Linked DNA regions of Mus musculus: region 2 is linked to region 1. Evidence: chromatin contacts called from public HiChIP or PLAC-seq data. All regions are on one chromosome and are shown on one strand. The core of a region is the stretch at or near the end of the contact, and the rest is flanking DNA. Distances in the headings are between cores, read along the strand shown.

Region 1 (6,533 bases), core at 1,276-3,775:
TTGTCGTGAGAGGGAAAGTAGTTTCTTCAGACTTTCTCAGATCCATCACATGTTCTGTCTTGAGGAAATTGATAAGCATCCAAAGTGGAATGTCCTGAGTGGTTTCAATTTCTTCTGTCTGGGGGTGGCATGAAACCAGGGATCAGGAATATCTGCTCATTACAAAGCACCCAACAGTCCCTCTTGCTCTGTATGTAGTAAGTATTTAATAAATGGTTGCTGAGTTGGCTCAACTCAGCCATCTTTGTTTATGATTCACAAAAGTTACTTCCTAGGGGAATGCCAGGGCCAAAAAATGGGAATGGGTGGGTAGGGGAGTGGGGGGGGGGGACTTTTGGGATAGCATTGGAAATGTAATTGAAGAAAATACGTAATAAAAAAAAGTTACTTCCTTCATTAGAGGGGAGGATTTTGTTGAATAGGCAGGCCCTATTGTCTATGAATGTGTGTGTGTGTGTGTGTTCATATGTGTGTGGGCACACGCACATGTGAGTTTACATATATAAAGGCTGAAGGTTGGCCCTAGGGGTCTTCCTTTAGTGAATCTCCACCTTGTTTCTTTGCTAGACGGTTACAGTTACTTCTATATTCATTTTGTGTTCGCGTGTTTGCTTGAGCAGGACGCAGTACTCACCTGTAGGTTGATGACAACCTACCAGAGTTGGGCTGCTTCTTCCCATGCGGGAAGTGGGAGTTGAACTCAGATGACAAATGCCTTTATCCATAGAGACATCTGAAAGGCCCCGCCTCGTTTTTTGAGACAGCCTCTCTCGCCGAACCTGAAGCTAACCAACTGGGTAAGAATGGCTGATCATGGAGCTCCAGGGACGATTGTCCCCACCCCCCAGTGCTAGGATACAGCCCATCTTTTTATAGGTGCTGGGATCTTCAGGCCTGTACAGCAAATATTTTACCTCCCAAGTCATCTCCCCAAGCCCCCCAACATACTCTGTGGTCTGTAGCATACGCAGAGACCTGCGCACCTGCAGCTCCAGCTCCTGCTCTCATAGGCTGCAGGCTATGTCATGCTCACTCCTGCCCCACCTCCCAGCGTCATTCCTTCAGATGACATCTTGCTGTGGACTGGCCTGGGGACTGGGGACATAGTACTTCTCCCACAGGGATCAGCTTAAGCCTGCCACCCTCTAGGAAAATTGCAAGTTGTCTCGGCCCCTCCTGAGTGCCTTGTGCCTCACACTGTATTTGCAAACACCAGAGAATCGGGATAGAACACTTAGTACCCTTTACAAAATGTGTGAAAACATGCAGTTGCTGTAAAAACTCTTTTTCGAGAAAATAAGATCCAATTAGTGTTGACTTCTGCGTCAGGAAAGCCAGAGTTTCAAAGGAATCCCCTCTGCTCATTCAGCTACTGCCGTCTTCAGGGCTGGCCTGCTCTGGGCTGTTTGATGGAACCTCCAAAGCTGAAGAAATCCATACCATAGATGGCTTGTAGGTGGGGACATAAGGTGGGTGGTGCCTGCAGGGTCAGTGGAATGGAGAGCTATGTGATGAAACTGGCTTTGGTAGGGTTTTTTTTTTTTTTTTAATGTTTTATTTAATTCATTCTCTCTCTCTCTCTCTCTCTCTCTCTCTCTCTCTCTCTCTCTCTCTCTCTCTGTGTGTGTGTGTGTGTGTGTGTGTTTAAGTCGGTGTGAGTGGGTACCTCTTAGTCAACCTCTTAGTCAATGGACACATTTTGGATACTGGTTTGCACCTTCCAGATACGGGACTAGAACTCTGGTCCTCAGGCGCTGCAATAAGTGTCTTTTCTCGCTCAGCCATCTTGTTTTGCTAGTTTTAAAGGCTGATAACAGAGAAGAAATGTAGATTAAAAGTGACATATAAGACTGGAGGTCACAGCCGGGCGTGGTGGCGCACCCCTTTAATCCCACTTGGGAGGCAGAGGCAGGAGAATTTCTAAGTTTGAGGCCAGCCTGGTCTACAGAGTGAGTTCCAGGACAGCCAGGGCTACACAGAGAAACCCTGTCTTGAAAAAAAAAAAAGGAAGAAGACTGGAGGTCACTGAGCTCTAGCCCCAGGCCTGGAGTTGTCAAAACCTGGGCAGTGTAGGGTAGCAGCTGACTCCTTTCAAATGACTTCCTATAAGCTCCCAACACTGCTGTCTTTTCCTCTCCAACACAGGTGACAAAGTGCAGAGGCAGCTTGCGCCCACTGCTGAATGGTGACCTTTCTGGCGAGCGTTAGGCCGAGGAGGCGGCCTACGCGGAATAAAGGGGGGATCCGAGTGCCTAATTGTCAGGCCACTGCAGTAGCCACGGCTGTCCCTGGCAAGTGAGGCTTCCTCGAGTCCAGGAACCTACTGCCAGCCGGGCCAGGGCAGTAGCCAGAGCTGGAGCGCTTCCAGGGGCTCGCGCGCCACTTGCCCCCCAACGGAGGCCCGGAAGGCGCAGTACGGCCCGCGCCCCGCCTCCGCCGGCGCCCCCTCGCGCCCCGGGTGGGCCCTGCAGGGCGGCGCGGCCCGGAGGCGGCGGGGAAGGCGGGGCGCCGAGGCCGGGCGGGCCGGGGCGGCGCCGAGCCGGGCCGGAGCAGGGCGCAGGGTGCTGGGCGGCCCGGCCGGGGTCGTGGGGGGGAAGATGGCGAGCGTGGGGCTGCAGTTCCAGGCCAGCGCCGGGGACGCGGACCCCCAGAGCCGGCCCCTGCTGCTGTTGGGCCAGCTGCAACACCTGCACCGCGTGCCCTGGAGCCACGTCCGCGGGAAGCTGCAGCCCCGGGTCACCGAGGAGGTGAGCGGGCCGCGGCCGCCATGCGCCTGCCAAGCCCAGGCCCTGGGCCACGGGCCCCGCCTCGCCCGCGCGCCCCGCCGGGCCCAGGGCGCAGGCCCGCGACAGGCCTAGCCGTCTGTCCCCAAGGCCCTGGCTGCAGCGAGGCCCGGCCTGTGTCGCCGGCCTGCCCGGGCCGAGCCACCTGCTTCCGCGCCTCTGGGCCGGGCCCTGCAGAAGGCCCAGTGGCGGCTTTCCGCGTGGCCTCTGGCCTCGAGACCCGCTTCCATGGCCACTAGCCAGGGCCCAGGAGCCGGGCCTCCAAGTGTTTGAAGCAGAGGGTCCCCAGACAGGCCTTGCCAGCGCGAGGCGCAGTCCCACGAGGGTGGTAGGGTACCAGAGAGCCACACATGCCTGGTGGCAGCGGCTAGGGTGCCTTAGACAAGCAGGCGTGGCCCGCAGGGCGCATCTAGCCACACAGCACACGTGTTGAAGCCCGGTCCGTCTCATATCTCCTTTCTAATCCAGCTCTGGCAGGCAGCTCTGGCCACGCTCAACCCCAACCCCACAGACAGCTGTCCTCTCTACCTGAACTGCGCCACAGTGGCAGCTCTGCCTTCTAGGGTGAGCCGGCATAACAGCCCGTCCGCAGCCCACTTCATCACCAGGCTCGTGAGAACCTGCCTGCCTCCTGGAACCCACCGGTGTATCCTGGTGAGTGCTGGGCCGGTGAGTGTACCCCAGCCCGTGGCCCACCTCAAGCACAGCAGGCTGGCCCGTGTGATCTCCCATTCTAACCCTTCAACCACCGAGTGATTTACACCGGATCGGTTTGCGTGACAAATCAGAGATGCCAGCCTAGATTTATTGAGGCCTGGGCTTATGTCTGTGCCCTGCTCATCTGTCTGGGAAAGAGTGGACAACATCTGGTGGCAGACATTTTTCTCACGCAGCCTCAGGTTACTGGGGGGGCACAGCCGTCTGGGTTTGTAGAGCTGCTATTGGGAGAGTCCTGGTGGTGTCCCTTTGTGGCTTCAGCCCCACCTTGCTTCTCTCTCACTACAGATGGTCTGCGAACAGACTGAGGTTTTTGCCTCTGCCTGTGCCTTGGCACGGGCCTTCCCACTCTTCACACACCGCTCAGGGGCATCCCGGCGCGCAGAGAAGAGGACAGTCATGGTGGAGTTCTTCCTGGTGGGACAAGACAATGGCCCAGTGGAAGTGTCCACCTTGCAAGTGGGTATCTAGAGGCAACATGCCTTCTGGGAGCACAGGTGGAGAGCTCTTCTCTTCTCTCCCCCTGGGAAGAGCTACAGTGCTTTTCGGGAATCCCAAAAAAGGGTCTTGGGTTGTATTTTCAGGTCTCCGTTTGGTGCAGCTGTGATTTGATTATGCATAGTTGTCCCCTTAAGTGGGGAGCACTTTTGTGTGTGACAGTGGGAGCACCTTTACGTGTTAGGTGGGGAGCACCTTTATGTGTTTCGTCTCACTGGAGCCTCAGAGGAAACTCAGGCAGGCTGAAAACCACTGCCAGCCTGTCAGGCAAGGGAGGTGCCTGACCTAGGTTGCCTTCCGTTGCCTTGACCCGGCTTCCACCCAGCAGCCAGAGGCCAACTTGTCCCTCCACTTTGGCTTCAGGAAGGCTGTTGCTTGAGCCTCAAGCAAGCACCCTACTTGAGGGCTTTGCCCTCTGTCTCCCTGATACAGTTAAAAGGGGGCGGTCCTCCATGTCTGCCATCTCGTGTCAGCTCTCTGTTTTTGAAAACAGTCTAGTTGCTTTGCTGGTTTTAACCCCCTTTCTCTTCCAACCCACCCAGGTCTAGTTTGGGCCCCTTCTCTTTTTCTGAGGGCCACGATGTGTCCGTCTCTCCTTGAAGCATACCCCCCAATTCTCAAGCCTCTTGTCCCAACTGCCCTCCACCCTCTTACTTTCTCTTTCCAAACTCTCTGGCCTTGGTGTCTCAACTCTGCAAAGTTTCCACTACTTGTGGCCTTCATCTGGCAGTGGGCACTGAAGACCATGTCTGCCTGCTAATTCTCGGGGGTCCCTTCTGGGCTTCCGCCTCACCTCCTGCCAGCCGCTCACGTCTGGGCACTCTGTGGTGATAAGTGCCTCCTCTTTTTCCTCACCAGGGTATCCCCCACGATGCCCACCCCTAGAGCTCTGTCTGGGTCCTGTAGACTTTTAATCAGTTGCTTTGTCCTTGTCTCTACTGACATCTCTCCCAGTTATCGGAGAGTCCATCACATTGCCTGCTGTGTAGCAAGCCTCACATAAACCCACGAGAAAGAAGTGAGTGGATATTTCTTCTCTTGTCAGTGAGACCGAGGTTGAAATGCTCTTCACTCTCATCCTTTGCTTAGTGAGAACTCGGTGGAGGGTCTGCGGGGTTAGACTGCCTCCCTTGAGGCCAGTCCTCGGCCCAACACACATCCCACGCAGGCCACCGGCTGCTGACAGGTGGCAGGGGCTCACAAGCACAGCTCATATCTGAGCTGTCAGCTCCCTGGTCTCTACGCAGAGCCTTCGAGGTTTAATTACCTGGGACAGGCAGCGGCTCTTGTGATGGTCAGACAGCGGGGGCGGTGGCCGGCTGGCAGAATCGACTTGCGCCTGCCCTCCTGACATACAAGTCCGGGGGAGGTGATGATGAACTGCAAGCTAAAGCCCCGCGCCCCCGCAAGCCCCTTAATATCTGTTTCTTCCGGCCAGTACAGAGGCACTGACGTAGTCAGTTATCCCTGGCTTCTGAGACTTTGGGCACATGATGGGATTAAATGGAGGTGGAGGTCTGCTCAAGTCAGCTATGAGGAAGGCCCTGTGGCAGAGAAAGATGGACAGGCAGGAGTCTAGGTCTGGGGTGGCTCTGCAGAGACCTGGAGCCACCTGTCTCTGGGTACATCTAGCATCTACAGACCCAATTGGGCTGTCCCCAAGTTGTCCTTACTACAGAGCTAGGAGTCTGGTGGGGTCTGTTGTCTCAAGCTCCTTTCCTCTCCTGGGTCCCCTGAGGCTAATGAGCTCTCTAAGACAGAACATGGTCCCATTCCTTCTACAGCAATGCCCTAGTAGACCATTCAGTGACCAGGAGGACAGGGTGACAGGCCTCTGTTCCTCCAGAGGGCTCATGGAAAGCAACCTTCTCAACATTGTAGGGTGATGTTTTGAGGGATTCTCAAAGCACCTGCTCCTTCCATACCCATACCTGTGAACCGCCTGAAGCATTCTTCTAGAGTGTTAGATCTTTGATGTCTGTGGTCCACAGGGAACTGGATGGGATGGGGCGAGAACATCCCTTCCCACCCTGCCCGTGGGCCCCAGCGATGAACTTGACTCTTCTTCCCTAGTGTTTAACCAATGCTACAGAAGGTGTCCGACTAGCAGCTCGCATTGTGGACACGCCGTGCAATGAGATGAACACAGACATCTTCCTTGAGGTTCGTGGTCTTATCCTGATAAGCTGAGGTGGGATAGTTTTCAGATCACAGTGACGGCAAGAAAGCCTTAAGTTTTTCGGTACCTTTTCTGGCCTGGAAGTCCCAAGGCTGTGTTCATCAAATCCTGGTGTCCGTTTTGCTCCAGAAGGTCAGCATCCTTAGCTGAGGACATGCATGGGTGGGATGGGTCCTCACTGAGACCAGCTGCAGGAAGCTGAGTTTGCAGGGCCAGACCCCCCCCACCCCCGCCCGGGCTTAATCATGGGAGGCACAGCCACTGGCCCCAAGGTAGTTCCTTTCCCACCATGAAGCCATGGATAGACTCATCTTTGGCGTGAAGCCCAGCCTCGCCTTGAGTCAAGCCTTTTTCAC
Region 2 (6,226 bases), core at 1,353-3,852, 150 kb after region 1:
TTAACGCATGAACCGCATTACAGTGGTGATGCCTGTGTCTCAGACTCAGTTGCAAGGTGAGACCCCCTAAGCAGGTGTAGGCTCTGCAGAAAGGACCTGGTTTACCACCCATCCAGGCCCAGTGGGTCCTGGTTATACAGGCTGTGTCATCTGTCTAGGGTCTTCATAGTCCCCAATTGTTCCAGTGTCCAGAAAATGGTGAGAGAGCCAGGGACTAGGCAGATGGATTTCCCCAAACCCCAGGCTCATGGTCTTATCCCTCCTCTGCAGCTTCGCACAACGGTAAAACAGGTGGCCAGAAGCAGAAGGGGAGCTCATCCAAGAAGGCTGGAGCCATTGAAAGCTCTGGGCACAGATGTCTGGTTGGTGGAATGTCCCCGTCCATCAGCAGGCATTGGAAGAAGGACCTGGCCATATCCTCCACAGCAATGGCTTCAGCCATCTTCTGCAGGGCCCTCCTGAGCCACCTCCTTCACCAAGCTCCCTTTTAGACTGAGGTAGGATTGGTCACATGATTGGAGAAAAGGGGTGCCCTGGACCTGCCTCCCTTTAATCCGTACCCCCTGGTTTCATATGTCAGCAGGCTCCAGCTCACATGACTGGGTTCACATAATTCCCAAAGCCCCACTCAAGATTAAAGAAAAAAGGAAAGAGCTGGTTCAGGAAACAGGCTGAGATGGCTCCTTAGCAGATCCCTGCCCCACCCCCACTTTTTCTGAGCCCAGAAACTTCAAATTCAGGCAAATACTAACAGCCCTCCTTCTGGCCACCTTCCCTTGGCCTCATTTCCATTAGCACAAGCCGTGCATCTTCCAAGGCCTGGGCTTGGGTAATTACGCTCTCATCAGTTCCTTTCACCTGCAACCTTCATTAGACACTGGTGTATAAAATGGCCATCTCTGTACACAGAGCCAACTGGGCAGAACTGGCCTCCCAGACCTCCACCCACGCCTGCTTCCTCCGTAGGGGTGGCTGGCAACAGTTCCTTGTTCTCCCTGAGTGCTGGAAGTGACTTAGAGTGGGGCAGGGGCTTTGAGCCCCCCGCAGACCCCTGTCTCTCAGTGTTCACCAACGCCCTCTGCAGACCCCTCCCACCAGTGCTCACCAGCGGGGGTCAGTGATTAGAGTCGACTATTGTTCTTTTCTTGGCGTGGAGGGGGCAGGGAGCTGTTGGGTAACTGCAGCATCTTCAGTCCCCGTGTCTTCCCAGTGCAGGTCCTGTCTCTGGGACAGACGGCCCAGGGAGTCAGTATACCAGCTGGCTCCCAATGCTGCCTTGGTCCATTCACCCAGTACCATGCATCAAATGCCTACGTGGTGGCAGTCACTGGTAAGGAGGAGTAGTTCAGCAGTGTCTCATCTCAGTCAATCCTACCAGGTAAAAAAAAACAGGACATGAGCAATATGTAACTGTCTTTAATCAGCAGGAACCGAAATTTCTCTTGGTTAGACTGGATGCACTTTGGTATGGGCAGACAACAAATCATAGCTGCTCAGCTGCTTGTGAACATACTATGGAGCCTTGGTGTTATAATAAAAAAATTAAAAAAGAGACAGAGAGAGGCAGAGAGGACAGGAGTGCCTGCTACAGATCCCAAGGCATGCTCAATACAGGATGTGATGCATCCCAGCCAGACCAACAAGGACAGGCAGGGTGGAGGCAAGTATCAGGCTGACTGAGGGGTAGGAGCTGGAATGGAGAAGGTGGAATTCACCAACATCTTCCTGGGGAGTACCCATCTACACCCAGGAGGCAAAGGTCTTGATGTTCCTGGAGACAAAGTCACTCCCTACAAGCAAACTTGGGCTAAAGCTAAATGCCTGGACCATGAAGGCAGAGACTCACTACCATGGACCTCTTCCCAGATTTCTTTGGTAGATCTGCCCTCTCCTCTGAGAGCTGAGGTGTTAAAATGCCCTACAGTTTGGATATGCCCCAGCCTCTCTCTAAGGAGCCTGGACTCAGAGCTAGCATCTATGGCTGTGTGCTCTGCACTCCCTTAGACTCCTGGCTTGCTGCATCTGCACCCCTGAGCAACGGTGGTTGCATCATCTTCCCATCATGCCTTGAAGGTGATCCTGCCTCTGGAATCAAATCTGGATTGGAGACCTGTCCCCAGTGGCCCCTATCTTTGTGACTGTGGCTCTAAGCAGAGACCTTTAAGAATGGTGGGGACAACAGTCGCCTACCATCCCAGTTAGGTGACAGCATCCTTCATTCAGACCACATCAAATGGCTTGGGGTCCCTGCATTAGCCAACAGGCAGATGTAGGACCCAAGCCTACTTGCATCTATCAGCACAATAGTCAAGATTATCTTTAAATCTCAGAAAGCCTGTCCCATTTGTGTCCTAGGAGGATCATGGACCAGCCAGAGCTGGCTTTCCCAGATCGCGTAGTCCATAGCTAATATGTTTGTTGGGAAGAAGGATAGGGCCAGCTTTCCAGTAGAGGAAAAAGTGCAAGCAGACAAATGTCTCACGATGGGTAGTTACTTAAGTGCATGTGTTAGGTAAAAGGAGTGGCTGGAAGACATCTCCTGGGTGACAGCAGACTCTGCAAATACTCAGCTGGAGCTCTCTTTGCCCCAGTTAGGAGAAGCCATTGTGCCTGCTCTGTGGGAAGCCTCCTGTGCCCTGCTGGGTGTTTCAAAGGCCACTAGCATTGAGGAACCCACAAAGCCAGAATCAGCATCGCCTTCTCAAGTGTTAACTGGTTCTTAGACCACAGATCTTTAGGTAGAGGACTTTGTTCCCTAACCTGTCTCTGATGGTCTCTCTGATATCCCCAAGAAAGGATCTCAGGCAAGTGTGGCTCTAACCAAGCCCCCAGAGCTCATCAAGGCCTCCTTTCTCAGTTTTGGATGCACAGCACTTAAGGCGTAATTGGCATGACAGAACGGACAGTACATTCTAGAACGGAACACAAAATACACTTTAAAATGGAATAGCAACTGAAGGCCATCCCTGCTGTTCAGAGGTGGACAGGAAGCACAGAGCGTCTTGTACCTTGGGGAGGCTGTTTCCCCACATCTGATTTGCTGCTTGGCGAGTCGCTGAGAGCTTACTGAAAATGCGCATTATTTTCCTCTCTTCCCTTGATCATATTGATTCAGAGAGTCCGAAAGGACAGGACATTGAAAGCAATGTACATTTACTGGGAAAAATGGGGGCGGGAGGGTGAGGCGTGTAGAACCCTGAATTTCAGCCATTGCAGACCTAGTTAATATTTCCTTCATCTTGTTTTGTTCTCTCTTTATTTAAACACGTGATTTGAAAAGGAAATTTGACACTACCATTTTGAATGGAAAAATCTGAGTCATTTGCCACAAATAGGGAGTTCTCCATAGTAATAGTCTATAATGTGTTTATTAGCATAATAACACTCTAGTTCCCTAAACCTACTCCATTTCTCATTAGGAAGCAAGGGTTTGAAGGAACGGGGGCTTTGGAATATGTTTTGGTCTGTAACTAGATGACACCATATTCTTTGGAAGACCGGTCCCCCCCCCCGCCCCCCACCATCACAGAACATTAGCAAAACAAAGAATCCTTTCAAAACAATAGCAAAAAATGAACCAACCATTCTGGGAGCTGAAGCCAGGCCCAGGTTTCCCAGGAGACAAGGATGCTTGAGTTTGTGGCTCATCATTCACACCTTAGTTGTTTTCATAATAAATTAGTGCCGGGTGTTTTCAGCTAGCTTGTTTTGTTTTTTAAAGAAATTAAAATTTATACTTTGACTTTGTTTTGAGGATTTTACTTCTGGTTTAAAAAAAAAATCAACACACAAGGGAACAAGGGAGAAGGTTTGGTCAGTTAAGTGGTTGTCATGAAGCAGGAGGACCTGACTTCAGCCCCCACACAGCACCTATATAGGGAAGGATGAGATTCGGGTACAGGGATGGGCTCTGTAAGCACTGCTGGGGGAGGAAGGGACAAGAGGGTCCCTGAAGCTTGCTGGTCAGCCAGTCTATCCAAATCTGTGAGCTTCAGGTTGAATGAGAGACTCTTTTTGAAAAATTAAGGCAGAGGTCAATGAGGAAGACACACACATTGATCCCTAGCCTCCACACAAATGCACATACATGTGCACATGAGCCTATATGCACATGTGCACAATCCCCTCACACACACACACACACACACACAAACCAACATATGCAAAGGGCAGACTTGGAGGCGTTCCTGTAGCCTCTTTTACGGCCCTTCTGCTTAGACACACACAAGGGACACACAGCGGGTACACACAGCCACTGCATATGTGTGCATACGTGTGCTTCCCTCCTTTCTTATCACACGGCAGGCAGTACAAAGACTATTCTGTCCTTTGTTTCAACAATGCAATAAAAGGGAGGGCTGCCATCACTACCCGATGAGTTTTGAGGGCTTTTTTCCCCCCTCCTGGCCTGTGTCGTGACTCCATTGTGTGGAGGAGGGGCAAATGGGGTTATTGAACCAGCCCTTGCTGATGGTCTCCTTAGCAGCATTGTGATAAACAAACTTGGGTACCCATCGTCTGAGTGTCTATGGACAGTGGCTGAGTGAGTCCCAAGCCATGCAATCAGCATAAGCTTTAAAAGGTCATTTAGTGCTGGTTGGTGTCTGATGTCCCCATCCCTATGGGCTGGGGGGCTGTGGCAAGGAAGTTGAGGCTCAGAAAATTTCCCTTTTTATTTTCTCCATGTCAAGAAAGTGCTTCTTCTAGCTTCAGCTGTAGAAGGGGGAGAAAAAAAGATAATTCAATTTGAGCTGCGTACCCCCTGACTGGGTTCTGTATGAATTATGGATTTTTAAAAAGACAGGAAGGGAGGTGAGATATTGAATTTCCCAAACTGGTTTTATCTTACTCAATTTAAAGTTCATCTTCTTGTTCCGATTTAGGCTGTGGCGTGAAAAGTGGCCCCGCAGCATCTCTCCTGGTCTTCTCGCAATTAGTTGGTGGATGTGCGCAATCCTAGGAAACAAGGGGTTTGTTTTTCTGTGTTCAGTGGCTCCTGTCTATGGCTCCCATCGGCCCTGTCAGTGTTTGCAGGAATAACCAGAGTTCTAGACTTAGGCTTTGATGGGGCTTAACAGGGCTTTTCAGACCACCAAGAGGCTCACATTTGGGTGCAGGGCTGTTTCCAAGGGGGCAGACACAAATGGAAGATTTTTAAAGACAGAGAAACACAGGCAGTGACTCAGAAATGCAGCAAGCAGGATCCTGACATGGGGGACTGTCATCTTTATGAAGTCTTTTTTCTGAAACATCAGGCAGGCTGGAGCCGAGGGGTCTGTACCAGCTGTGACCTTGGGCGCCCCCACAGGACATTTGCCCTTAAATCTGGAGACATTTTAGGTTTCTCACTCTTGCTGGGGTGGATGGGGGTTGGGAGTGCTATTAGCATCTAATGGGAAGCCAGGCCAAGGACACTGCTAAGCATCTCACTAGCCCAGCAACGGTCTCTACAATTAAGAATGATCTCACCTAAATGGTCAGTGGCTCTCTGTATAGAAATCCAGCCCTAGCCCAATTCTGAGATAAAAATCAAAATTATGCAGGAACTGATAGCTACCTTGGAGCATTGGAAATATCTTCTCCACATTTCCTAAGGGCTGGGAGGATGCTGGGTGTATCCTGTGTCCGTCACTAGTCAGGTAGCTGGCACAGATGGACCCTCCCTGAGTCTCCCTGATTTCTATGCTACAAAGCACACACACAATTTCAGAGGGGAAATGCACGAGAGAGAGAGAGAGAGAGAGAGAGAGAGAGAGAGAGAGAGAGAGAGAGAGAGAGAGAGAGAGAAAGAGCTCAGAGAGCTTCCCAGGATAATGTTACTCCGTATTCCTATAGGCACTCACCCTCACCTTTTCGGTGCACACATTTTCCAGATAGCTGTTCCTGACAGCTAGTTAGTGAGGGGCCTGGGTCAGAATCGATAAGTCCTAAAGCCCTTTTTCATTTTTGCAAAATGAAAACAGCTCTTCTTTTTCTGATTATAAAAATGATACATGCACATTCTTTCTTTAAAAATTCCAACCGTACAGGAAACCATGAGAAAGAGACATGAAAAGAAATCTTCCTTACAGCAGGAGATAAACAAGTGGAGACATCTTGGTACTTATCTTGCTAGCTCTCTCTCTCTGTGTGGTGTGGGCTTGTATTTATTCTCCTGAAATCCTGGGTTGCCTGTGGGGCCAGAGGGGTCGGGAGGGGGTGGGGTGGTGACTCTGTTCTCAACAGT

The links. HiChIP or PLAC-seq counts read pairs in DNA pulled down with a chosen protein or histone mark.
Region 2: an H3K27ac HiChIP or PLAC-seq map of embryonic stem cells shows a contact between it and region 1, with 9 read pairs. The contact joins the enhancer-like site here to the promoter of Npepl1 in region 1. A contact is called at or near these places in 2 of 39 promoter capture datasets (the 3T3-L1 cell line and embryonic stem cells), 15 of 484 Hi-C or Micro-C datasets (the G1E-ER4 cell line, the N1E-115 cell line, embryonic stem cells and 3 more), 10 of 115 datasets of contacts at active chromatin or transcription factors (embryonic stem cells and stem cell-derived neural progenitor cells) and 1 of 9 other capture datasets (embryonic stem cells).

The regions. Positions count from the first base shown.
Region 1 is chr2:174,107,826-174,114,358 of GRCm38.p6, forward strand. It overlaps Npepl1 (aminopeptidase-like 1), which reads left to right and starts at 2,526. Exons shown (of 12, transcript NM_213733.2): 1 at 2,526-2,747; 2 at 3,252-3,437; 3 at 3,789-3,959; 4 at 6,072-6,161. The coding sequence starts at 2,598.
Region 2 is chr2:174,254,884-174,261,109 of GRCm38.p6, forward strand. No RefSeq gene overlaps it. Among named protein-coding and RNA genes, the nearest start is that of Mir296, 9.1 kb to the right of the region's middle. Within about 2 kb of position 2,603, at least 10 of the 459 cell types and tissues checked have an H3K27ac peak or open chromatin away from gene starts, as enhancers often do. A contact at or near this core is called in embryonic stem cells, where this site is marked.